Regions from separate parts of the Ovis canadensis genome. Here region 1 is linked to region 2. Evidence: chromatin contacts called from public Hi-C data. All regions are on one chromosome and are shown on one strand. Each heading gives the region's core, a stretch centred on a gene start, on an enhancer-like site or on the middle of the called end of the contact. The rest is flanking DNA. Distances are from core to core; before and after follow the strand shown. Region 1 overlaps ZMYND8 (zinc finger MYND-type containing 8). Region 2 overlaps ZMYND8 (zinc finger MYND-type containing 8).

The links. Hi-C and Micro-C count contacts between places; a contact is called where the count stands out from the background.
Region 1: a Hi-C map of fibroblasts shows a contact between it and region 2, with 3 times the contacts expected there. The contact joins two enhancer-like sites. A contact is called at or near these places in 2 of 2 Hi-C or Micro-C datasets (fibroblasts and lung).

Annotation. Positions count from the first base shown.
Region 1 is chr13:91,171,489-91,176,062 of ARS-UI_OviCan_v2, reverse strand. All of the region lies in intron 11 of ZMYND8 (zinc finger MYND-type containing 8), which reads left to right. Among named protein-coding and RNA genes, the nearest start is that of ZMYND8, 72 kb to the left of the region's middle. Within about 2 kb of position 2,017, the one cell type or tissue checked has open chromatin away from gene starts, as enhancers often do. A contact at or near this core is called in fibroblasts, where this site is marked.
Region 2 is chr13:91,128,059-91,132,617 of ARS-UI_OviCan_v2, reverse strand. ZMYND8 (zinc finger MYND-type containing 8) reads left to right here. Exons shown (of 23, transcript XM_069548737.1): 18 at 79-157; 19 at 1,109-1,348; 20 at 2,986-3,143; 21 at 4,261-4,327. Among named protein-coding and RNA genes, the nearest start is that of ZMYND8, 120 kb to the left of the region's middle. Within about 2 kb of position 2,882, the one cell type or tissue checked has open chromatin away from gene starts, as enhancers often do. A contact at or near this core is called in fibroblasts, where this site is marked.

The sequences.
Region 1 (4,574 bases), core at 768-3,267, 44 kb before region 2:
AGCACTTTCACAGCATCATCTTTCAGGATTTGAAATAGCTCCACTGGAATTCCATCATCTCCACTAGCTTTGTTCATAGTGATGCTTTCTAAGGCCCCCTTGACTTCACATTCCAGGATGTCTGGCTCTAGGTGAGTGATCACACCATTGTGATTATCTTGGTCGTGAAGCTCTTTTTTGTATAGTTCTTCTGTGTATTCTTGCCACCTCTTCTTAATATCTTCTGCTTCTGTTAGGTCCATACCATTTCTGTCCTTTATTGAGCCCATCTTTGCATGAAATGTTCCGTTGGTATCTCTAATTTTCTTGAAGAGATCTCTATCTAGTCTTTCCCATTCTATTGTTTCCCTCTATTTCTTTGCACTGATCACTAAGGAAGGCTTTCTTATCTCTCTTTGCTATTCTTTGATACTCTGCATTCAAATGGGTATATCTTTCCTTTTCTCCTTTGCTTTTTGCTTCTCTTCTTTTCCCAGCTATTTGTAAGGCCTCCTCAGACAGCCATTTTGCTTTTTTGCATTTCTTTTCCATGGGGATGGTCTTGATTCCTGTCTCCTGTACAATGTCACGTACCTCTGTCCATCTTGATGTTTTTGAACTGTGGTGTTGGAGAAGACTCTTGAGAGTCCCTTGGACTGCAAGGAGATCCGAACAGTCCATCCTAAAGGAGACCAGTCCTGGGTGTTCATTGGAAGGACTGATGCTGAGGCTGAAACTCCAATACTTTGGCCACCTCATTCGAAGAGTTGACTCATTGGAAAAGACCCTGATGCTGGGAGGGATTGGGGGCAGGAGGAGAAGGGGACGACAGAGGATGAGATGGTTGGATGGCATCTCCGACTCGATGCACATGAGTTTGGGTGAACTCCGGAAGTTGGTGATGGACAGGGAGGCCTGGCATGCTGCGATTCATGGGGTCGCAGAGTTGGACATGACTGAGCGACTGAACTGAACTGAACTTTTCATCACCATGATTTTTTTTTTTTTTGCTATAATGTGCATACCACCTGTTTTATTACATTCTTATATGTTAGACCCACAATTTAGCTTCATGTGAAGCTAAATAAAATACACAAGCTCATGTGTTTAAATTGCTTGCTTTTTTTTTCCCCCTTAAGTACATGAAATTAGCACATAGCTTGTACAGTAAAACATGTTGGTCCGTGAACCACTGTGGATGTTTCTACACCATATTTCAGGAAACACAGTTCAGAGGAGTATGAGGAACACATATCGTGGGTTTAATTAAACTTCTCTCATCCCTCGAGAGGGCAGAGGTTGAAATGATGCCAGAATTCCTGACGAAGTTCCTCATTATTTGAGTGACTTTTGAGGTGGTGAGTTAGCAGATGCCCCATTTCAGTAGAATTTAAAATCTGTTTCTGAAACATAATCTGCTTGCTAGTATGTGTCTGGGTTATTTTGCTGATCATTAGTTAGGCAGCCAATGAGTAGTGTAGGAAGAGAAGGTATTTATTAAAAATCTTTTTAGTCTTAGAAACTGTCCCCTTTCTGGAGCCAGATGGTAAATATTTTAGGCTTTGTAGGTCTCTTGTCAACTCTGCAATTACTCAACACCTTGTTTGTGTTACTAAAATAGCCATAGGCAGTAAGTATGTGACTGTGATGCTGAAATTTGAATTCCATATGATTGTTACCTTTTCAGGAGCTGTGACTCCTTTTTTTCTCCCCTAAACCACTTAAAAATGGTAAATACCCTTCTTGGCTTCCCAAGTGACTCAGCAGTAATGAATCTGCCTGCATTGCAGGAGATGCAAGTTCAATTCCAGGTGGGGCAGATCCCCTGGAGAAGGAAATGTCAACCCACTCCAGTATTCCTGCCTGGGAAATCCCATGGACAGAGGAGCCTGGCGAGCTGCAGTTCATGGGGTCAAAAAAAGAGTTGGACACGACTTAGTGATGAAACAAGAAGAACAGCACCCTTCTTAGCTTGCAGGCAACATGGGTTGGTTTGCCAATTTGTGGTACAGACTAAGAGAAACTCTGAGTCACTCTCCTTCTCTTACAGAAGGCAAATTGAGGTCTCTGAGAATGAGGGAGTTCCACAGCCAGATTCTGAGACTGGCTTTCTTTGCCCTGCATGCCACTGCCCTCTGCTGTTGGCAGTGATAATAGCATGTAGTGGAAGAAGACATGGATATTTGTTGAAATGCCCCCACAATCGTTGAGAATATAACTGAGACAAGACTGTGTTTTATCTAAGATTGTATTAAAATAGTAGCCTGTCATAGGATTGCAAAACCTTACTCGTTTCAGCAGGGAAAAATTTATAGTGTGCAGCATAAACGTACACATTGAAATAAGTTATTAGATAAAAATTTCACGAGAGTTTAGAAACCTCCTTTTGTTTAGGGCATTGAGGAGCTCAGAATCATGTGTCTGTAATCCTCAGGGCTGGTTTTAGTCTTCGAGGAGCACTTCGGTCAGCCAGAAGCTGTTCACTCCTGGAATCTTGTCATGTTACGGGTCAGAGTAGTTTATATTCTCCGTGCTTTGTCTGCTTCCTCTCTCTAGACCTCCTGGCCAGAATTGATGCCTTGCCAGTATTTTGCTTGCAGGATCCTGTTGCATTTTATATGCATATTGAAATTATACATAGAAAACTACAATTAATATGTATTAAAGTAAGAATCCCTGGTGGCTCAGAGGTTAAAGCATTTGCCTGGAATGCTGGAGACCTGTGTTCGATCCCTGGGTTGGGAAGATCCCCTGGAGAAGGAAATGGCAACCCACTCCAGTACTCTTGCCTGGAGAATCCCACGGAGGGAGGAGCCTGGTAGGCTACAGTCCACGGGGTCGCAAAGAGTCGGACACGACTGAGCGACTTCACACATACAGAGTAAGAATCCTGGGGCTGGCTTTCACCAGCCTCTGGGCTAATGGTGGTTCTTTGGTCTTGCAGCTCCACATGGGTTACTCCAGGGAGAAAGGAAGATGGTTTCGTATACACTTTGCCCTGTGAAATCAATACCTATTTGTCATAAAGCAATGGTTAGTTGCAAAAACTAAAGTCAGGGATAATCCCACCTTCCACAGTCAGCCCTTAGAGATTGTTTCCTGAACTTTTTCTTTTTTGGCTGCACCACACAGCATGCTGGATGCTAGTTCCTCGACCAGGGATTGAACCTTGGCAGTGAACATGAGGAGTCCTAAGCACTGGACTTGCAGAGAATTCCCCGTCCTGAGCTTTTTTCCTATGTTAGTTGGCACAATCATATGCCAAGTTGAAAACTCAAGTACTTTGAGGGATCAGGCAGATACAGAAATAAGCAAGGATTGGAAGCGATAGGGACTGAACTGAAGCAGAAATCTGCTTGTCTTCATGACCATTTAACCACTCATGGGTGCTGTGTCTATAATGCTTCTCAAAGCAGTACTGACTCTTCCTGTATGTGTGTGCTGAGCTAGAGACCTGTGCTTTTTTAAAGTCACTGGTGGCCCTCTCCCCTTGCTGGTTCTAGCCAAGTGGGAAGGTTGGCTCAGTGTTGCCACGTTTCTGTGTTGTTCAAGAGAAATCCCAAATATTTTTTAAAATGCAGACTACCCCAGCTCTAACACGTTATCTCCAATTTTAAAAAATAGCTCAGAGGGACTTCCCTGGTTGTCTAATGATTTAAGACTCTGCTGTCCCAGCACAGGGGGCATGGTTCAGTCCTTGCTGGGATCCTAAGATCGCACATGCTGTGGGATCTTAGAAACCAAGACAAGTGAAAAAAACTGTAGGCTGCGTCAAATGCACCGGTGAACTAAGTGCTTCGTGGACCACCTCTTTAGTGTAGACCTGTTTAACCTTGGATTCTGAATGGGCTTCCCTGGTGGCTCAGATGGTAAAGAATCTGCCTGCAATGTGGGAGACCCTAGTTCTATCCTTGGGTTGGAAAGATCCCTTGGAGAAGGGAATGGCTGCCCACTCTGGTATTCTTGCCTGGGGAATTCAATGGACAGAGGGGCCTGGTGAGCCACAGCCCACGGGGTCCCAAAGAGTGGGGCACGACAGAGTGACTGAAGCTGAACTGAGGAAAATAAAACTGTGTTCTGACCACTTTTCCGTGTTACTCAATAACCATTCAGAACAGCATTTCTGTCCTGTACTGGATCACCCAGTGATTCTGTGCTATGTAGGTCCTTTGTACAAGCCACCAAGAGTGGTGCAAGATGCCAGCAGCCCTTTGAATGTATAGGTTGCTTCCAAAGTTCTGTAAGTAGAGGAGCTGAAGCATGAATCATAACTCCTCCACCGGCTACACCACCCAGAGTGCTGGGGTGCGTGGGAGGAAAGGGCCCCTTTTTTCTAATTTAATTCTACAGCTTGTATTTCATGTAGTCAAAAGGGCACTTAGCACAGGCTGGGGGTTTTGTGAATGTAGATAATAAATGATGTGTTTTAGCCGGCACTCGTGAATTGTACATCAAAGTAGATTATCTGATTAAATTATTTGTGACTTCAAAGGCAATTAGGTCTTCCTTTGGGCAAGATTTATGGCTTTATAAAAGGACTGGCATCCATTTGAAGGCATAATTGAAACGAGCATTTCCAAATGTCTTTCTGCTTT
Region 2 (4,559 bases), core at 1,633-4,132:
AGCGAGAGCTGGAGCTTCTGAGCCCTATTGGCACTAGGCACCCAGATGCGCTTTGTAAGTCTTTCTGTCCCCTTACAGATCCGCAGGCTGAGGATTGAGATAGAGAAACTCCAGTGGCTGCACCAGCAGGAGCTCTCGGAAATGAAACACAACTTGGGTAAGTGCTGCTGACCTGGTCTGTACTGATGAAGGTTTTGGATAGGAACTTCTTACTGTGTCTAGAGTTGGGCCCAGATGTGAACTGAGTCAAAAGTAGGCTGGGGGATGTACCACTCCTGGGGAGAGCACAGCATCCTGGGGAGTCTAACTTGGAGAAACCAGGTATGAAGCAGGAGCTGGCAGGAACCCCCTTTCCTCTCTTCCAAATTCCAACATCAGCAACCAGTTCATCCCAACAGCTGTGGTAGCTGCTCCTGCTTGTGAGCTCTGACCTGTTGTAAAATTGAGAGACATCTCAGTAGCCTGAGCTGTTTGATAATTGTCCTGTCAGCCTAATGATCAGTCCTGATGTCCTGTCTGGCAGATTAGATCCACTGCCACTAAACACATCAAAAGGAAGTATATCTAAGTTGTAGTCCCAGCTCTGCCCATCTTAGCAGCTGTGTGCCTTAGTTTCCTCATCTGTGAAATGGGTATTATAGTAGTAGACACCTCCTTAAGATTAAGGATTAAAAGAGTTCATATTTATAAAGTGTTTACAACAGTGCCTACAGATCATAGGTGCTGTATAAGTATTTGATAGAAAAAAAAAGCTTATATGAATGATAAATTTCAAAATGAATTGAGTGAAAAATGCTCTGAGGATTTATGTGAGCACTTCTTGCAGAGTCCCCACGGAGCCCCATTATCAGTATCCTCAGGACCTGACATTCCTGATTACAAATAGTTCTTCAGGTCAGCTGGGTGGATGCCCATTTTACAGATGAGGACGTTGGAGCTCAGGGAGGCTGAGTGACTCTCTGCACTGGCTCGCATGACCAGGACATCCCCGAGGGATTCACAGGGATTCACAGCTGTTAGGGTCCACCCTCTGACCTGCTGTGAATGAGCCCACGGCTCGGGCTGGGGGAGTGACGTTGGCGTCCTCTCCCCTCCCCTCCCCTGGCAGAGCTGACCATGGCGGAGATGCGGCAGAGCCTGGAGCAGGAGCGGGACCGGCTCATTGCCGAGGTGAAGAAGCAGCTGGAGCTGGAGAAGCAGCAGGCGGTGGACGAGACCAAGAAGAAGCAGTGGTGCGCCAACTGCAAGAAGGAGGCCATCTTCTACTGCTGCTGGAACACCAGCTACTGTGACTACCCCTGCCAGCAGGCCCACTGGCCCGAGCACATGAAGTCTTGCACCCAGTCAGGTAGGGCCTTAGGAGCGCCCGCTTGCCCAGGCTGTGGTGGACGGGCCCTTGTCCCCCCGTGGACCACAGGACACTTGCCATGCTCACTCACCACAAGTGACTCCTGCACACAAGAGAGCAGGCAGACACGTGGCCAAGTCCCCAGGCTCCGTTGTCTCTACCTTCTGGTTTCCTTGGCGGCGTTCCCTTGTGTGAACGGAGCTTGTAATGACAGCCCAGATGACTTCAGCTTCCTGTGGCTTGCTGTGGTTCTGCACTGGGGGCAATATCTGTCTCTGCCCAAACCAAATGTGGGCGTCCCTGGTGGCTCAGATGGTGAAGAATCTGCCTGCAATGCAGGAGACCTGGGTTCGATCCCTGGGTTGAGAAGATCCCCTGGAGAATGGAATGGCAGTCCACTCTAGTATGCTTGCCTGGAGAATCCCACAGACAGAGGAGCCTGGCAGGCTTCAGTTCATGGGGTCACAAAGAGTCAGACATGACTGAGTGACTAAGCAGACACACACTCAAATCCAGTGCGTCTTCTACCCCCTTCTCCAGTGACAGCCCCCCACCATGGAGCCCACCCTGGACTCAAGGCTTCAAACAATCACCAGTTCTTCTGTGAACGGCAAAGTGTTGGTTTGGAACTAATCTGTCTTTAAAATCTCTTTCTAATGCAAAGTGAGCAGATCCCAGACCAGGAGACTTTAGCAGGAAACACCGTCTAGTTAGAACTTATTAATAATATTTATTAGTAATATTTTGGAGAAGGCAGTGGCACCCTACTCCAGTACTCTTGCCTGGAAAATCCCATGGACAGAGGAGCCTGGTGGGCTGCAGTCCATGGGGTCGCTAAGAGTCGGACACGACTGAGCGACTTCACTTTCACGCGTTGGAGAAGGAAATGTCAACCCACTCCAGTGTTTTGCCTGGAGAATCCCAGGGACGGGGGAGCCTGGTGGGCTGCCGTCTGTGGGGTCTCGCAGAGTCAGACACAACTGAAGTGACTTAGCAGCAGTAATATTTTATAGTTAGTGCTTATTTATGGCCAATATTAGATTCCTGTGTTTAGAAGTAAAAGTCTCCACTTCAAAGAATTTATTTAAATGCAAATAACATAAATAATATGACAAGGGAATGTATCAGTGCACTGGCAAATTTTTCAAAGGCAGTCGATGAATGACCCAAGTTTGAGAAGCTCTAGGCAGGGGTTGGTAAGCTTTTTTTATGAAGGTCCAGAGAATAAATGTTTTAGGATTTGTGGCCCATGGGGTCTGTCAAAACTTCTCAACTCTGCTGTTACAGGGTGAAAGCGAGTTCATGAGGTGAACACTGGTCTAAAATTAGAAATTATGAAATGAGTAATTGGAACAACTGTACTAGGCTGTTTGTTTCACAAACAGGCTTTTGTCTCCAGAATGATTTAATAAAACTTAAATCACAGACTCTGAAAAATGAACATATCTTCACGCACAGTTTGGAATTATTGCGTCTGGGAAGACTCCGGTCCAGCTATTCTGGGCCGGCGCTGTGCCCTGGGCGGGGTTGGCTGGCATCTCTTAACACGTGGTGGTTTGCACGGAGCAGGGTTCCCTGCGGGCCTGGGCGCTACTACGCTCGGCTTATACATGGCTTCTGTTGCCCTTTGCCCGCAGCTACCGCCCCTCAGCAGGAAGCAGACCCTGAGGTAAACACAGAAACACTAACTAAATCATCCCAGGGCACCTCCTCCAGCACTCAGGCAGCCCCCACGGAAAGCAGCGCCTCGAAAGAGAAGGAGACGCCAGCTGAGAAAAGCAAGGACGGTGGCTCGGTGAGTATCTGTCCCACGCGCCTCGGGGCCAAGCAGAATCTCAGACCTGCCCCCCTCCCACCGCCACGGTGAGTCTGTCTTCAGGCTGCAGGTGGGGGCGACAGGGTCTCTGCAGGCCTCCTCCTCAGGTGTGTGTTGAGGGCAAGCATTGTCCAGCAGAACCTTCTGTGATGATGGCAGTGTTCTGTATCTCCTCTGCCCCTTGTGGGAATCACCAGCCTCAGGTGGCTATTGAGCACTCGAACTGTGGCCAGTGTGACCAAGAACCTGGATTTCAGATGTTATAAATTAATTTAGTAATAATTAATTTAAATGCAATAGCCGCGGGGGCTGGTGGCTGCCGTATTGGACACAGAGATTGCACCTCTTATTTTCCCAGGGTGTGGTATATGGATTGTATGCAGACATTATTTTAGATGACACATTGGTCATTTTTTACGTTTGTAGTCATTATGGTTTTACTTCACGTGTATTAGGGAAAACATCAAGTCATCCCAGAAGTCAAACCTCTTTGATTTCATTGATAGTATTGCCTAGGAAGAGGTTATTGTGAAATAAAAGTGAATCAGTATAATATGGTGTAATATGTAGTCAGCCCTCCGTATCCGTGGATTTCTCATCTGCAGATGCAGCCTGCCAAAATGCCATTCTGTGTTTGGTTGAATCCGTGAATGCGAAACCCTCGGATACAAAGGCACAGTTATAGTCATCCTTCTGGGCCATTTTATATAAGGAGCTTGTGCATCCTTGGGGGCTCCTGGAACCGTTCCACCTTGGGTCCTGGGGGACAGCTGTACTTCTTTTGTGACCGGGTAGAAATCTGAAGAGGAGAGTAGGTTAGAGAGAGGGCAGTTGAGGAACAGTGTTCTTGACACTGAGGCTCTAGAGTGGAGTAAGGGCCCCCCCTAGTTCCTGTGTCCAGGGAGACAGGCCAGAAAAGGGCACAGGGGGGAGCCACCCCAGCTGACCTGGCCTCCCCTCCCTGAGCACACCAGGTAGGGGCCATGAAGGTGCTGGCGGGGCCGTGACGAGCACCCCCATGGATCCCGGGGCTTCCCTGGGAGGGCTCCGTTGACCCCAGTGCCTTGCCTCCATGTCTCTCTTTTTGTGTTTCTAGACCGTCGACCTCTCTGGCTCCAGGGAGACGCCCTCCTCCATTCTCTTAGGCTCCAACCAAGGCTCTGGTATGTTGCCCCCTGGTGGGTGAATGTGCTCTTATGTTCCGCACGGGCAGAGGGGAGCCATGTCCTCAGGGAGAGCCTGAAGGGTTCAGGGCGGTGGTTTGCAGACTGGGTTTCCTTAGGGATTCTCGGGGGCGCCCTTGCCTGGTCAGCGGGAGTGAGGGGGTTGCTGGCATTGAGGCATTTCTCCAAGCAGAATGAAACTGTGAAACAGTCCCTGAGGACCCAGTGCCTA